Regions from separate parts of the Mus musculus genome. Here regions 1, 3 and 4 are each linked to region 2. A link is a contact called in public Hi-C data. All regions are on one chromosome and are shown on one strand. Each heading gives the region's core, a stretch centred on a gene start, on an enhancer-like site or on the middle of the called end of the contact. The rest is flanking DNA. Distances are from core to core; before and after follow the strand shown. Region 1 overlaps Tmprss13 (transmembrane protease, serine 13). Region 2 overlaps Dscaml1 (DS cell adhesion molecule like 1). Region 3 overlaps Dscaml1 (DS cell adhesion molecule like 1). Region 4 has its middle 18 kb from the start of Tmprss13.

Evidence for each region. A called contact is a pair of places that touch in the nucleus more often than the background predicts.
Region 1: a Hi-C map of cerebellum shows a contact between it and region 2, with 2.2 times the contacts expected there. The contact joins two enhancer-like sites. A contact is called at or near these places in 4 of 484 Hi-C or Micro-C datasets (the N1E-115 cell line, cerebellum, muscle stem cells and 1 more).
Region 3: a Hi-C map of forebrain shows a contact between it and region 2, with 4 times the contacts expected there. The contact joins two enhancer-like sites. A contact is called at or near these places in 1 of 484 Hi-C or Micro-C datasets (forebrain) and 3 of 115 datasets of contacts at active chromatin or transcription factors (embryonic basal ganglia, oligodendrocyte precursor cells and stem cell-derived neural progenitor cells).
Region 4: a Hi-C map of cerebellum shows a contact between it and region 2, with 3 times the contacts expected there. The contact joins two enhancer-like sites. A contact is called at or near these places in 3 of 39 promoter capture datasets (cranial neural crest, embryonic stem cells and second pharyngeal arch cranial neural crest), 1 of 15 datasets of contacts at CTCF or cohesin (embryonic stem cells), 40 of 484 Hi-C or Micro-C datasets (the AtT-20 cell line, the HL-1 cell line, the N1E-115 cell line and 20 more), 5 of 115 datasets of contacts at active chromatin or transcription factors (astrocytes, embryonic basal ganglia, embryonic stem cells and 2 more) and 2 of 9 other capture datasets (adipose tissue and pancreatic islet).

What each region holds. Positions count from the first base shown.
Region 1 is chr9:45,344,606-45,348,068 of GRCm38.p6, reverse strand. Tmprss13 (transmembrane protease, serine 13) reads right to left here. Exons shown (of 13, transcript NM_001013373.2): 11 at 3,013-3,155; 12 at 2,691-2,843; 13 at 488-2,077. The coding sequence ends at 2,051. Among named protein-coding and RNA genes, the nearest start is that of Fxyd6, 24 kb to the left of the region's middle. Within about 2 kb of position 1,483, at least 6 of the 459 cell types and tissues checked have an H3K27ac peak or open chromatin away from gene starts, as enhancers often do. A contact at or near this core is called in cerebellum and muscle stem cells, where this site is marked.
Region 2 is chr9:45,738,273-45,741,971 of GRCm38.p6, reverse strand. Dscaml1 (DS cell adhesion molecule like 1) reads right to left here. Exons shown (of 33, transcript NM_001081270.2): 21 at 1,339-1,492. Among named protein-coding and RNA genes, the nearest start is that of Cep164, 89 kb to the left of the region's middle. Within about 2 kb of position 1,586, at least 49 of the 459 cell types and tissues checked have an H3K27ac peak or open chromatin away from gene starts, as enhancers often do. A contact at or near this core is called in the AtT-20 cell line, the N1E-115 cell line, cerebellum and 3 more, where this site is marked.
Region 3 is chr9:45,469,972-45,473,277 of GRCm38.p6, reverse strand. All of the region lies in intron 3 of Dscaml1 (DS cell adhesion molecule like 1), which reads right to left. Among named protein-coding and RNA genes, the nearest start is that of 4833428L15Rik, 40 kb to the right of the region's middle. Within about 2 kb of position 1,362, at least 33 of the 459 cell types and tissues checked have an H3K27ac peak or open chromatin away from gene starts, as enhancers often do. A contact at or near this core is called in forebrain, where this site is marked.
Region 4 is chr9:45,299,339-45,303,061 of GRCm38.p6, reverse strand. No RefSeq gene overlaps it. Among named protein-coding and RNA genes, the nearest start is that of Tmprss13, 18 kb to the left of the region's middle. Within about 2 kb of position 2,406, at least 318 of the 459 cell types and tissues checked have an H3K27ac peak or open chromatin away from gene starts, as enhancers often do. A contact at or near this core is called in the AtT-20 cell line, the N1E-115 cell line, cerebellum and 2 more, where this site is marked.

The DNA of each region.
Region 1 (3,463 bases), core at 234-2,733, 390 kb after region 2:
TCCCTCTTGTAAAGAACTAGGTCATCACTGGGGCTTATAAGCACCCTTCTTGCTGAGATAACAAAGGCAGAGGCAGAGGACGAGGGGAAACGTCTGACCCTAGAGTGCCTGCCCCATGCCACATCTACTTTAGGAATGTTCACTTCCTCTTTAAAACTCACTTCAAACTTCTCCTCTCTGGATGAGGCCGGTGGCTCATATGTCCATGTTCCAAGTGTGGTACCCACACTTAAGCATCCCTTCCATCACAAAGACTAGAGAGTGCTGTACTGCTTGTGGATTGTCTGGACTTAGCATCAGTACCTGGCACCACTGAGCTCTGCTCTCATTGGGGAAGGAATCAAAGAACAGATGTGCAAATGGGTGAGCAGAAGCCAAAGATGAGAAAGTCAAGAAGAATCATGTCCAAGATGCCTGGGCACTGGGGCAGAGTGCAGGCCATCTTGATGTTTCTACCTACGTCATCAATGAAGCACCCAACAACTTCTTTGTGCCACACGATTTTATTATGGAAGCTCATTGCTGGGATCTTCTGCACACATGGATGCTGCCCGCCTCCTTCCCAGCCTTGAAGAGATTCCCTTGTGTCTCAGCCCTGTCTGATGCTGCCCAACCACTCCAGTGACCTCCAGCTTGCCTGAGCTGTCCTGAGCTGGTCTGATCTCCTTGAACTTGCCTCCGAGACTCAGTATCACAGAAGTCTGGTAGGCCCAAGGAAGGCTGAAGAGAGTGGAGCTGAGTAACAACAGGTAACCAAGAGAAAAGGCCCAGGGAAGACCAGGAGAATGGCCAACTGAGGCCACTCACAAGGGCTGTTTAGAAGTTCTGAGGACAGGTCTTGCATTCTCTTCATGGCCTTTTAAGTCAGTACAAAGTCAAAAGATGAAGGATGACAGAAGCAGACTTCATTGTCAGCCCTTGGGTGTAAACGATGCTGTATGTGTGGACTTCCTCAGAGGTCCCAGGAGGCGAACCAGGGCAGCACACACATCTTTATTTCTTCTGGCTGGCTATAGTCCTTGGAGGCTAGACCAGTATGCACTGGATTTTTCTGTCAACCCAAAGGAGGGTTTTCTTCCCTGAGTATTTCAAAGGTCCCTAGTCTCTCCACTGACCTGGAGGTGTCTGTCCTGAGGATTTCATCAAGGCACTTCACCTGATTTCATGAAGCCAGTAATATATCACAGGATGCTTCAGTGGTATAATATATTATAGGATGCTGCAACTCCCATGGGTCCCTTGGAGTTCATGAAGTAATTCATGTAAAAAAAAAAAAAAAAAAAAAAAAAACCTCCCAAGGTCCCTAGGATTTTTGGAGACGCCTTAAAGTTACATCTATTTCTATATTTTAAATATAAAAATAAAATTCATCCCAACAGCTTGTGACCAAAGGCACAGCAAGCCTGAGTCACAGTCATTACCTAGAGATGGGCAGCTACAGCAGAGCCCAGCTCTGGAGCCCACAGCAGCTGCAAGTGACAGAGAGGGCCGGATGCTTGCTCACAGATGGTAAAGGTTTTCCACGGAGGACAGATGGTCCGGGCACCGACAAGACAGCCCCTGACAAAACTTGCTGCTGTCCCAGCACAGCAATGGTGTTACTGGCTGTTGGGTGTCTGACCAATCCTGGCTGGCCTTCAAGTCAGAGTCAGAAGAGCGACAACTGCTGTTGTCATGTTCCAAGTCCTGCCCAGGCTCATTTTTGGCTCCACCTTCACACTTATGGACTCGTAGGAACACACCTGGTGCCCAAACTCTTAACTCCAGATCTCCAGCCTGGGATTCTGAGAAGAGCTGAGTTTTCCTGTTTTCTGAAGAATTTATAATAGTAACATACCACACCACACACACACACACACACACACACACACACACACACACACACACACGATGCAAACACATACACACCACATACACACTCTCCCAGAGACAGCAGACAGCAGAGGTGGAAGAAACAAAGGTGCCTGGTGGTCACTGGTCCAGATGCTGCAAATGGCCCATCCCTGTGCCCAGGATCTTCATAGCAGTCAGCAACGTGAGGAGGACATGGTTAAGATTTCCGGAATCGTACCTCACTCTGAGGAAGAGACCAGAAAACAGGGTAAGCGTGAAACACAGAAACTCAAGGACTAGAGAGACCAGGGCTTCCCGTACAGTCCAGCTGAATGCTAGTTAGCATCTTCTCTGAGAGAGAGGGAGTGCACTCCGAGGCTTATGGCAGGGCGGTCTGATGCAGTTTCCCTCTGACTCCTGTATCATCTTGCCCACAGAGAGAGGGAGGGTTGGCCTCAGCACTGGGCTTTACAGTTGTAGGCTGGAGAACAGTAAGGAAGCAGGGTTGAGCTGAGCTGAGCCAGCAGAGCAGATCCATCATTTCCTGAGGGGCAACTTTCATGCCATGGAAGGCAACCTCCTAGCACACTCTAGTGGTCATTTTGGATACCTTTGGGTATCACTAGGAGAGGAGAACTATATTGGTGTTGACAACATACCAAGGTTCACCCTTCTACAACACTGCCAGCTCTTTTCCAAGGGAGCAAAAGGAGGGAAAACTGACACCTTGGACTGATCGATCCCATGACTGACATCTAGTCCTGTCTTGGACATCCTCAAATGCACATAGCTCAGATGGTCTTTGTCTGAACACCCTCCACCCTCCTCCAGGTTCTATCCCTGAGCTGAGCGCTCACCTCCATCTTTCTGTAAATCCAGGGAAGTACTTCTGTCACTTTGGTGTACACACCAGGCTTGTTTTTCTGGCCACAGCCTGTGCCCCAGCTGGTGACACCTGCCAGGTACCAGCGATTGTTCTGCTCACAGACGAGAGGTCCTCCACTGTCTCCCTGCAAGGAAGAGCCAGAGGGTGAGTCGGTCTGGTGCAAAAGGGAGGGGGATGGGTCCAAGTCAGGAAAGAGCGGCTCTCTACTCTCTGACCTCCATATTGATCCTACCACTCCAACTTCTCCCACCTCCAGGGTCATGAGACCTGAGCCCCACCCACAAGGACCTCACCTGGCAGGAGTCCCTCCCTCCTCGTAGATCCCCGGCACACATCATCCTTGGGGTAAGGTAGCTGTCATAGACCAAGTAGTCATTGCACTTCTTGAAGTCAATGAGGTTGACCTGAACCTCTCGGAGGAAGGGAGATGTCTTCTCTTCAGTGAGGTGAACGTGAGGAGAAAGGATAGGAAGCCAATGAGATTGTGAAAGGCTTCACACCCATCAGCCGCACCCCCAGGACCCAGACCCTAGCCTCCTGGGAGTAGAGGGCACCGCATTTGTGTCCAAACCCAAACATGGTGGGACACGCACCCTCACACCAGACACAACTCCCTGACCGTAGCAGAGACCTGCTCCCATGGTAACTCACAAGCCTATGGTTTGTGTGAATTGCCAACTGGACAGGACCTAGAATCAATCACCTGGGAAAGAAGCCTCAGGAAATGCCTGTGTGGGATTTTCC
Region 2 (3,699 bases), core at 337-2,836:
ACAGAATGGGGACAAGGACCGATGGGACCCGAGGTCTGCTGGTTCTGAAGAAGATGGTGGGTGACAAGGATTCCAGGCCATCTAGGGAGTGATGGCGTTCTAGCAGGGGCAAGGCGCACAGGAGAAGGGCATTTTGGGTAGGAGAGGATATGTGTATGTGTGTGTAAGTATGAATTTGTGTGAGTTTGTGTAAGTATGGCAGAGGTGCTCAACCTTACGGGATAGCTGTGTTTGTGTAGGAATGGGTTGTATTTGATGCTCACAGGGGCAGGGGACAGACTTCTGCCAAGAGCTCAGGACCTAGGGCCTTGTCCTGGGAAGGGGGAAGACTCTAGGCTCCTTTGCTTCTGAAGGAGGTGAGATCTGGAGAAAGGATAGGTGGTACCCCGAGAAGGAGGTAAGGAGGTGAGGATGTGGAGACAGTGATATGCAAGGAGCTCTGACTCAGAGCTGCAAGGCTCAACACGGCACATCTCAGCTGTCTGGGATGGCCAGGCCGTGCAGCTGGATGGAAGGCTGCAAGGGTGAGCCCATGGCTTACCATGGACCCTCAGGTGGAGGCTTGCTGGCTCTGTCTCTGTGGACAACAGGGAGGCTTCTCTCCTTCCAAGGCAAGCCAGGCCTGGGAGAGTCAGGTGAGCTTGGGATTGATTGGGGAAGGGAAGGGGCAGGGCAAGAGGAAGGTGCCTAGAGGCTGGAGATACTGGAAGACTTGAAGCTTACTGTTGCCAGTTCTTCTGCCCCTTGGCCAAGACAGACAAGAGGCCATTGTTCCATTGTGTGAGTGATACTGAGTTTTGGGTAGGACCTCAGAGCTATCATTCTCTTCAAAGATTGGGAATACCTATGGGCAGTCCCTCATGCCCAGATCAGGGATCAGTGAGGCCTGCCCTGAGAAGGTCTTGTTCCCCAGCCTGCTGGCGGGTAAAGGAGCACTGAGCCTGCACTTTCTGGTTGCAGCATGAGGCTTTCTCTGGAGTCCCAAAGGCCCCATGGAAGCATCCATGTATCCCATATCCTGAGATGCTCCTCATTCAGGAGCTGAGTGCTAAGACCAAGGCTCTGCTGTGGATGGGGGCTGGAGGGGGAATCTCAAGTCAGAGGAGAGTTAACAGTATAGCCCTCAAGCAAGGGCCTGATTGTAGCTTGTTGTGTGACTTTTCCAGAGTCAGGGGGCAGCAGAGGGTTATTCTTTGGTGGATGCAGAAGGGAGACTACTGGCCATCTCCCCACAGCCAAAGTACTGGGGAAGGGACGCAGCACCTATTTGGGAGGAGCCAGAATTCTGCAAATGAGCTTCTGGAAGCTTCTATCAGACCCTAGGCACAGGCTTCTCACCCTTGCCAGCAGGTTCAATGGTGACCTTCTCGCTGCTGTTCCCCCTGCCTGCAGAGGTGACCGCAGCCACCCATAGCAAGTACTGCTGTCCCCGGTTCAGGTGGGCGATCCGGTAGAAGAGCTGTTCAGGACTGGTCTCGTACTCGCTGGGAGCCTGTGGGCGGAGACAAAGTCACACTATGAAACAGAAACCGTGCCTTGGCCCCTTGCCTGCCATTGTCCTTGGTGTCCTTGGACAGGATCTGTCCAGCACGCTCTTTCCCAGCCTGAGAAAGGCAGTGGACAGTACTGTGCTGGGCTCAACCCCGGGAGCTGATGGAGCTAGTCCTGCAGTATTTGTAGGCCAACCTTGGTACCCCTCTCGGTTATATAGGCTTTAGTAGCTGTGGCTACAGGCCAACACATATGGGTATTTTGAGTAAATGATGAGAGGCAGTCAGAGAAAGGAGAATGAGGGACTTGGGGTCCCAGGAAGACCACATGCAAAGAGAAAGGTTCTGTGGAGAAGCCAAATGACTGCCTTTGCCTTGTTAGGGCTGTAGCCAGCCCTCCAGCCTGTCCCCTGCCTAGTCACCTCCCCGCCCTGCCACCTAATTACACTCTTTCCTTCTCAGGATGGGGTAGAGAGGCAGTGGGGAGAGTTGTACTGGGCAGTACTTTATTAGTGATTATTAGTAGTATGGATCGCTATATATATTTGTAGGTTACATAAATCTATAACATTTTTTTAACCAAATGACAGTTTTGACAAGTTGCCAACAAAACAATATCAGATCCCAGTGGTTTCACCAGTTGCTTTGATGAAAAGATTATGTTGCCTTGGAAACCAGAGGCTCAGATATTGAAATGAATTTGAGAAGGCGCTTTTGATAAGCGCTAGTTTGTAGCCCTCCTGTCAGCCTCTTCCTTGGCATCGGCCGGATGGGGCTGACTTTCATTTTATTTTATTTTATTTTTTTGGCCAGCCGCAGGGAATGGGGGAGAGGAGAGCACTAGGGCCCCTCTGAGATCAGGGCGCAAGTCCAAGGAGGGGGAACAGTTCCTGGAACAGATGGGGGCCCTGAGGCCAGAGGGAGCTGGTAATTAGTTATCTCTGCAGTCGTGAGATCTTGCAACACAGGCTCTCCTGCACATGGCTGTGCGGATGCACACATGTGCTGAGAGATAGATGTCACCGAGGGACATTCTCCATGGCCAATGGGAGAGCTGAAGGACCCAAGGACTTGTAACAGGACAAAAGGAACGTCCTTTTCTTGGCCTCAGGCTGTCTGCAGGGAAATGATGGGAGAAGGTACATATATCCTTATAATGTGAGCAGGTATCTCATCACCGTCCTTCCTGCCTTCCCCAGGAGGGGTGGGCGAGTGATGCTGTGACTAACCTTGTGCACAGTTCCTGTTGGGGACAGGTGCAGAGCCACTCTGAGCCCTTTTGGGCTAGGGCATCTGGGGACTGGTGAGTTCACGACAGTGCAAGACTGGAGGGCGGTGCCATGCCCAGGGTGCTTGCTGTCCTTACCAGGCAGGGAACCCGTGTGGCCTGAGCTCTTCCTCCCAACAGATTGGGGAGCTTAGTTCTTTTGCAAATTAGGAATCTACAACCTTGTCTCTTCTGGGCTGTGACGCTGAGTCACCCAGAGGCAAGGAGTGCACAATTCTTTGAAAATTAGAGTGCAGTTCTCTGTGCTCATTTTCTGTGGGTGTAGAGGTGTGTGTTTGTGTGTGTGTGTCTCTGTGTATGTCTGTGTGTGTCTGTGTGTCTGGGTGTGTGTGTATGTGAGTGTGTGTGTGTGTCTCTGTGTGTCTGGGTGTGTGTGTGTGTGTCTGCGTGTGTGTCTCTGTGTGTGTGTGTATGTCTGTGTGTGTGTGTGTCTCTGATGGAGTGTGTCTCTGTGTGTGTGTGTCTCTCTCTGTGTGTGTCTCTGTGTGTGTGTGAGTGTGTGTGTGTCTCTGTGTGTGTGTGAGTGTGTGTGTGTCTCTGTGTATGTCTGTGTGTGTCTGTGTGTCTGGGTGTGTGTGTCTGTCTGTGTGTGTGTATGTGTGCACACATGCATGCTTGTGTGTGCATATACATATATGTGCAGGTAGATAGTAAGTGCATTGTGCTTGTGTGTCAGTGTGAACTTGAGACTACATTTGTGTTTACCTAGGGCAGGAAAGTATGTCTTTTGCTAAAAGGTCATTTTCTTTGTGTGTGTGTGTGTGTGTGCACATTTGCATATGTGTGTGTGTGTGCATGTCTATATCTGTGTGTATTCTCACACGTTTGTGTGGGAGTATGTGAGTATGTGTGTGGGTCAGAGGCCAATACTTCGGTATTTTTTTCTCAGAAGCTGTGCACATTGTTGTGTGTTCTGGCTGA
Region 3 (3,306 bases), core at 113-2,612, 270 kb after region 2:
CTCTACCTGCTCTCACAGAGGCCCACTGTGGCTAGATGGGGAAGGTGGAGACTCAGAACTAAACTCCTCTGTCCTGTCCCCTGGAGGCTGGTCTTGTCTGGGACAGATCCAGTGTGAACAGGGATGAGTGTTTGGAGACATGCGGAAGGCAGCGGCTGAAGAGGAACTGTGCCTTCCCAGGTAAAACAATTACACCCAAACAAACAATCTGCAGCCTGCCTCTCCCATTCAGTGTGTGTGTGTATGAGAGAGAGAGAGAGAGAGAGAGAGAGAGAGAGAGAGAGAGAGAGAGAGAGAGAGAGTGTGTGTGTTTTCTGCCAGAAGCAGCTATGTTTCACTGAGGGAGGCAGGCCTTGTATGAGTACCTAAGTCTGGGCCAGGGTCAGGTAAGGGTACAGGACGTGGCTCTGCCACGCCCCTGGAGAGCTATGACTATTTACTATGACTAAATAAGAATTTTCCCAGTAGTCTTTGGGAAGGGCAGAATGGGAGGTCTGCTGACCTCCCTTTGGACCAAGACCATCTGCTTAGGATAAAATGGTGTGAGGTCTGGATCCCTGGCAAGATGCTGAGGCCCAAAGCAGCAATGAGCCCAGCATGCAGTTAGCTGGGATTCCTAATGGGCTAGAACCCAGCACAGTGGGGCTAAGCTGGATCTCCTGCAGGTCTACAGTGTACACAGCCTTAAAGCTCTGGGTGGAGGGGGCCCCTGGACAACAAGCAGAGCCACAGCTAAATCCCAAATACCAAGAAACAGGAGGCATCAAAATGCCTTGGGGGGTCCTATAAATGTAAGCGTGGTAGTCATGATTACAGTTAGTACCCTCACCTAGCGGGGTCCTGATTAGGGAGGAAACATGGACGTGGGAGAATAGAAAGACTCTATCATCAGCACTAGGAATGCCTGGATTTGATAGGGTTGATCAGAGGCATCCACCACCCCCATAGGCCCCATGACCACTCTGAGCTGGGGGAGGGGGTCAAAATGTTGATAAACAGTTATTTATATTTGAGACAGAATAATTCTCCGGCTGAGAGGAGGAGGAGTACTCAGAGGTCCCTATGCTCAGGCACTTTGCTATCCCTCCCTCTCTGGCTACATACATCACACTTCCTAGGATCAGCAGGTGAGCAAGTCAGGTAGAAAACTGGTGTCTTTTTTCTGGGCCCAGGGAAGGACAGGTTAGGAGATTGTTGTCCTTTGGCTATGTGGGAAGAAGGCTTAGTCCCCACCAGAACAGTGACTTAGGAAGGTGACAACACTGGAAAGACTTGTCATAGCTTGAGACGAGGGTGGTACCTGCTACACATCTGTCAGGCAGAGGAGGGGCGGATGGTGCTAATAAATATGCATGAAGCGTCTATAGGGCGTGTCTACTCTGCCAAACGCAAGGGCTGCGGAGTGCACGCCAGCCTTCCCCAGGGGTGGGTGAGGCACGTGTGAAAGAAACTGAGTGAAGTCCTGGTGCTCATTCTCACCACCCCCAACGACCCCACCCCTCACATCTATGATGTTTCCAAGAGAAAAGTTCTTGGTCTGGGAGGGAGAAGACTAGTTTGGTGAGATGACACAGCCAAGGGCTACCTTGAATGACCAACAGTTTCTTGTCGTTTATGGAAACCTTGATTAGCCTCCTAGATCAGTCAGACTTGCAGTAGAACTGGCCATTGGCAGCCCTTGCCCTCTGAGAGCTTATATTCTAGGAAATAGACTAGGCATAGAGAGAGGGAGGGAACCTCAGGTCACTCCGCACCTGAGCTGTTTCCTCCTTGCCTTTCGGTCAGGGCTTTCTGACCCAGGCTTCTCGGGGTTTTCTAGAGCATCTGGGGGGCAGCCAGCAGCAGAGGGCAAGAGTAGGGGCAGGGGTAGGAGTTGCCAAGCATGCGTGTTTGTGTGTGTTTGTGTGTGCGCAGGCGTGTTGTTGGCACGGACGTGACTCTGCATTCTCTAGGCCCGTAATGAGCCCTCATTGCAATGGGTTTGATGGAATAATTATATTCTGGAAAAACTGCAGGAAACTGCGTTCCACTTCTTAAAGGGCAGGATCATCAAACATTTGTGTTACATTATTTGCAGTCACACCTTCTGCTGCATCTGCTCCCTTAAAAAAAAAAATCTCCAACTCCAATCTGATCTGAATATATAAATCTGAATTATCACAGCAAAGGCAATACGCTCACACCTTTTTTCTTTTTCTTTTTTTTTTTATCTGTTGCCATGGTGATTAGATAAAATTCACGCCAAGTCTCCAGGGAAGGATGGAATTATTTCAGACAGTTTCTCACCCCTTTCCAGCTACTTCTCTCTGTAACAAGCCTGGGCACCATCTCTGGGCTTGGGCAGAGAGTCAGGCAAGGGAAGAAGGCTGTGATTCATGGGGAAGCTTTGGTCAAGTGAAAGAAAGTGTGCATCTTTCTGAGACACTTCTGGTGCCCAGCCAGGCCCTAAGCCACAGAGCCAGCTGTGTGTCCTCAAACCTACTGGCTCTGTAGGCCTGGAAGCCACCTGAGAGGAAAATCAGAGGCTCAGTGTGTGAGACATCAGTGCCCTTGTGCAAGGTCAAGGCAATGGGAGGTGCAGAAGTTGGCCTTGACCCTCTGCTTTGCTCTTTCCCAAGTGAAAGTCACCTCACAGGGAGATTTTCCTCAGAAAGTGAGAGGCTCGCCTCCCAGTACGGGGTCTGTGTCTCCCACTGACTATCCACTGGAGTCTCTGCAGGCTGAGAGTCTCAAAGGGGCTAATTATCGATGAATGTGATTTGTTAGCAGGTTTTATGGAAAGGACTTTATTGACCTAATTGCTATGTTAGCACCCTGAACTCTGCATGTGTGATTTTAAAGAAAGGGATCTCTGTGCCTCGCTTAAGCCTTCCCATTTTTATCCAAAGTCCTGGTTCCTGGGTGCGGGAGATGAGAGCCTCAGGGAACCAAGAACAAGGTCTGTAAAAGCTACTGCTCATTATTGAAGCCATTGCTGAGCAAGAGGGACAGCTTCGTCAGCCAAAACCTGCAGGGCGGGACAATAATCTGTATTTATTTACTTCGGTGGCTTGCACATTAGGGTCTCATTAATTGTCCCACGGAAGGGAAGGGAGGAGGTGTGTCAATTCAAGCCTGCCTCAACACATTTTACCAGATGAGACTTAAGAGAACTCTGGAAGCTGGGGAGCACGGTGGTCCTCTCAGGTGCTCAGCCCAGCACACGTCCAGGTCAGCGCACCTAGAAGAAAGGGTCACGAGCAGGTTGCTGAGACAAAGAAGAGGTGTTTGGGGATATCAGTCATCTGGAGAGCATCTCTGTGGGTA
Region 4 (3,723 bases), core at 1,157-3,656, 440 kb after region 2:
GAGGCAGGAGGATCTCAAGTTTGGGGGGCTAACCTAGGCTACATAGTGAGTTTCAGACCAGCTTGAATTACAGAGACCGGTCTCAAAAAAACTCAGAAGAACTCACTAGAAGATGGTGCTTTCAATGCTGACACGGGGACAGTCCCAGGAACTGGGACAAGTTGTTCATCTCATATGTCTTTTCCCACTTAAGATGGCGGAATGCATGAACGGTGAGTTGTGGACTACAAGTTGAGTGTCTGGCTGTTAAATACTTAGCATGTAGATCTTTTCTGTCTAGCTGCCCTCTGGACAGGACATCTTCAAAGATCAGTTACAAGGAGGTTTGTCAGTTTGCTCCTCCAGGGACATAGATCAGTGTGGCAACAGGTGGGCTCCATTGAGGCCATATATGGCTTGGCACAGACACCTGTTTCTATACAATTTCCGAGTTCTGTGGGGTCGAAGGGGGCCCTGTCCTGTCTAAATCTTCCTACAACACGCCTTCATGTGGCAGATGCCTCTCCCGTGAAGCACTTACCATAGCCACAACTATGTACTTCACGGTATGTGGTAATTTCGAGACAGAGTCATGTAGCTCAGACTGTCTCTAACTACATAGCTAAGGACGACCAAAGCCTCAGCAAGGACAGAGGCCAGGTCCACTTTAGCTTTCCTTATTGAATCTCATTATCAGGTTTTTGGTTTTTTTTTTGTTTTTTGTTTTTGTTTTTGTTTTTGTTTTTGTTTTGTTTTTTTTTTTTTGTTTTTTGTTTTTTTTTTCAAGACAGGGTTTCTCTGTATAGCCCTGGCTGTCCTGAAATTCATTTGGTAGACCAGGCTGACCTCGAACTCAGAAATCCGCCTGTCTCTGCCTCATTATCCGTTTTAATAGTAAAGTAAGCCCAAAAGATGGCATCGGATTGGTAAAGGATGAGATCTCCAGCCTCAAACTTAGGAAGCTGCCTGTACAGACGGCTGGGCTTGAGCAAGCCTTGTATCCGGGTATTTTTGGTAACCACCTCCTCCTTCCCCCTCTGGCCCTGGTCAGCTATCAGCATGCACATTCACACCGCCTACCCTCGCCTTGAACTGGAAAGTACACAATGGGGTACAGTGGCATGGCCCCTGTTAGCATTCCTTCTAGGCTCCGCCCAACAGTTACCTAGCAACAGCCAGGTAGGCCTGGCTTGTTCTTAAAGACTTTGTTTGGTCGCTCCTTGCTCACTCTGCCCCCACCCCTGACTCTCTTCTCTCGCTGACCCCTTTCTCCTTCTCCCTCTACCCCCTGTCTTTCTCTGTCTCTACTCCCTTCCCAACCCCCCTTCCCACGCATAAATAAACTCTGTCCACACTATACCTGTCCTATGGCTGGTACCTCAGAGAGAAGGGATGTCACAGCACAGGCCCACCAAGGCCCCCTCCCACTGTACCATACTTGGTTCTATCAAACATATCCTGGCTCTCTTTTATAAAGCACAACAGCTACTGTGTAGACAGAGGTGCAGACTCAGTGTTGCACAGATGGCAGGTATCTTGGACGTCTCAATACTGATTTTTAGGCCTTGCATTCCTCTATTACGAGACTGCAGCCCAGTAGGATATAATGATGGAGTCGTAGTCCAGTAGGACCCAAACTGCTCTGTTAGCAATGGGGGTGGTAAAGGCCTTGCTATGGGGATTCTCTGTACCACTTCCTGCCTAAGATATGATGCTGGGAGTAGAGCTGCTGAGTACCCTCACAGCCAGCCCAGGCACCTCCCCTCCCTGCTCCAGTGACCTTTGTCATCGTTAATATCTATGATGTGTAGGACTTGCTAGGCAAGTAACTACCTCATTGGCGATGGCCTATGGTTTCTTCTTCCTCCACCTCCTCCTCCTCTTCTTCCTCTTCCTCCTCCATCCTCTGCTTCTTCCTCCTCCCCCTTTATTATCACCACCATCATCATCAGATCTTTACCAAACAGGCCAGTGGTCCAGATATTATGCTGAGTGTTGGGGAGGGATGTTCATGAGATAAAAGTGATTAATGAGATATGACCAGCACATGCTACATTCCACAGTCAGGGAGATAAGATATGGACTCAGTCTGTAGGGCAGTGTGTCATAAATGCCAGGCACAGGGTGAAGTTGACTAGTGATGCCTGGTTTCAGAGGAGAGAGAGCATGCGCTAGAACTGTGAGCGAGGCTGGGCTGGGCTGGCTTAGAGTGTTTTCCACTCTGTCATCCATTTACTTCACGTTGTTCCGTGCAGGGATCAGTCAGATGCTCTCACGACATTGCCCAGATACAAAAGAACCCGGACTGGACTGATGATGAGTGAAGAGTGGGTACTCCGTGAATGAAATGAGAAGCCCACTTCCTCTGCACCCAGTGCCTGATGTAACGTCGTGCAGCCTGGGTCGCAAGCGGAAGAACCCCACCTGCTGAAGTCATCCCTGCTGAGTCATTTCCGGGGAAGTGACTTGGAGAATCTGCACGCTCGCGTGAATGTCCTGCCTTCCAGTTTCTGTCTTCGGGCGCCACCTAGTGACAGCATTCGGAAAAGCTCTCTGCTCCTTCCACCTCCTGGCTACCCCCAGTACCGGTTTTCCTCAGTTGCCTCATACCCTGTAGCTCCCAGTACGAGACACCCCTCTTCCCAGTCCACTTCCTCTATAATTTTCTCACTTTGACCTTTTCCCTGAGCATCCTCTTGAAGAAACATCATCTTGTCATCTTCACGGACTTTTCGGAGTTCTCTAAGGGATCCTTTCTAAATTAATTCAGTGCTTTGCCAGTGAGGTGTTGGGGAAGCCGATGCCACTCTTCAGGTCCCTGAGACTTAATGCTTCCCAATGTTGCCTCTAGATCTGCATCCTCTTCATGTGTCCCCCTTTTCTGTACCACTTGGTATACCACACTAGACCAAATTAGAGTGTCCTGGTGGCACATATCTGTTTGGGTGTCCTGGGGTATGCAGATTGGCAAGAGCCATGCTCTCAGGAGATGTGACAGAGGGAGGCAGGTGAGGACTCACAAATTAACTAATGGATGTAACAATGAATGATCCAGAGGAAACAAAGTGGTTAGCTGAAAGTAGAAGAATCTATGTGGTGATGGGAATGGTAAGAAGGTTTCAGAGGAAGACAACAAAGAGGGGGCTGGAGAGATGGCTTAGTGCTCAAGAGCACTTGTTCTTACAGAAGACCCAGGTTCCATTCCCAGCAGCCATACGGTGGCCCACAACTGTTCATAACTCCAGTTCCAGGAGCTCTGGCACCCTCTTGTGGCCTCTGTGGGCATTACGCCCACTAGACATACATGCAGGCCAGGCACTCATACACTTAGAAAAACAAACCAATGAGAACAGTGAGGACGGAGGGGGAAGAAGTGAACAGTGAGTCCCTTTGGGGTTGATGCGCTACCATGAGACCCTTGGGGCAAGGTGGTCAACATGACTTTAAAGGTAGCAATGTCCTTGTGTATGCTGGAGTGTAGGTCCCCGAGACAGGCACGCTGGCTTCTCCTTGGACCTTCGTTTTCAGTGGATTGATTACATACATAAGGGAGTTTTTACTCTTTCACTTGGCTTCTCTGTTGGTTTGGGTGGGAATCAAAGAGAGAACTGAGAGTGGCACCCAGAGACCGGAGCAGAGAGCAGCTGTTTGAAAACAGAAGTGCAGAGTGAACTCACACAGGGCTCCCTTGGAAGTCCCTCCGGAGAAGACTCAGATGACATCACCTCCGGGGCCGAGCTGAGC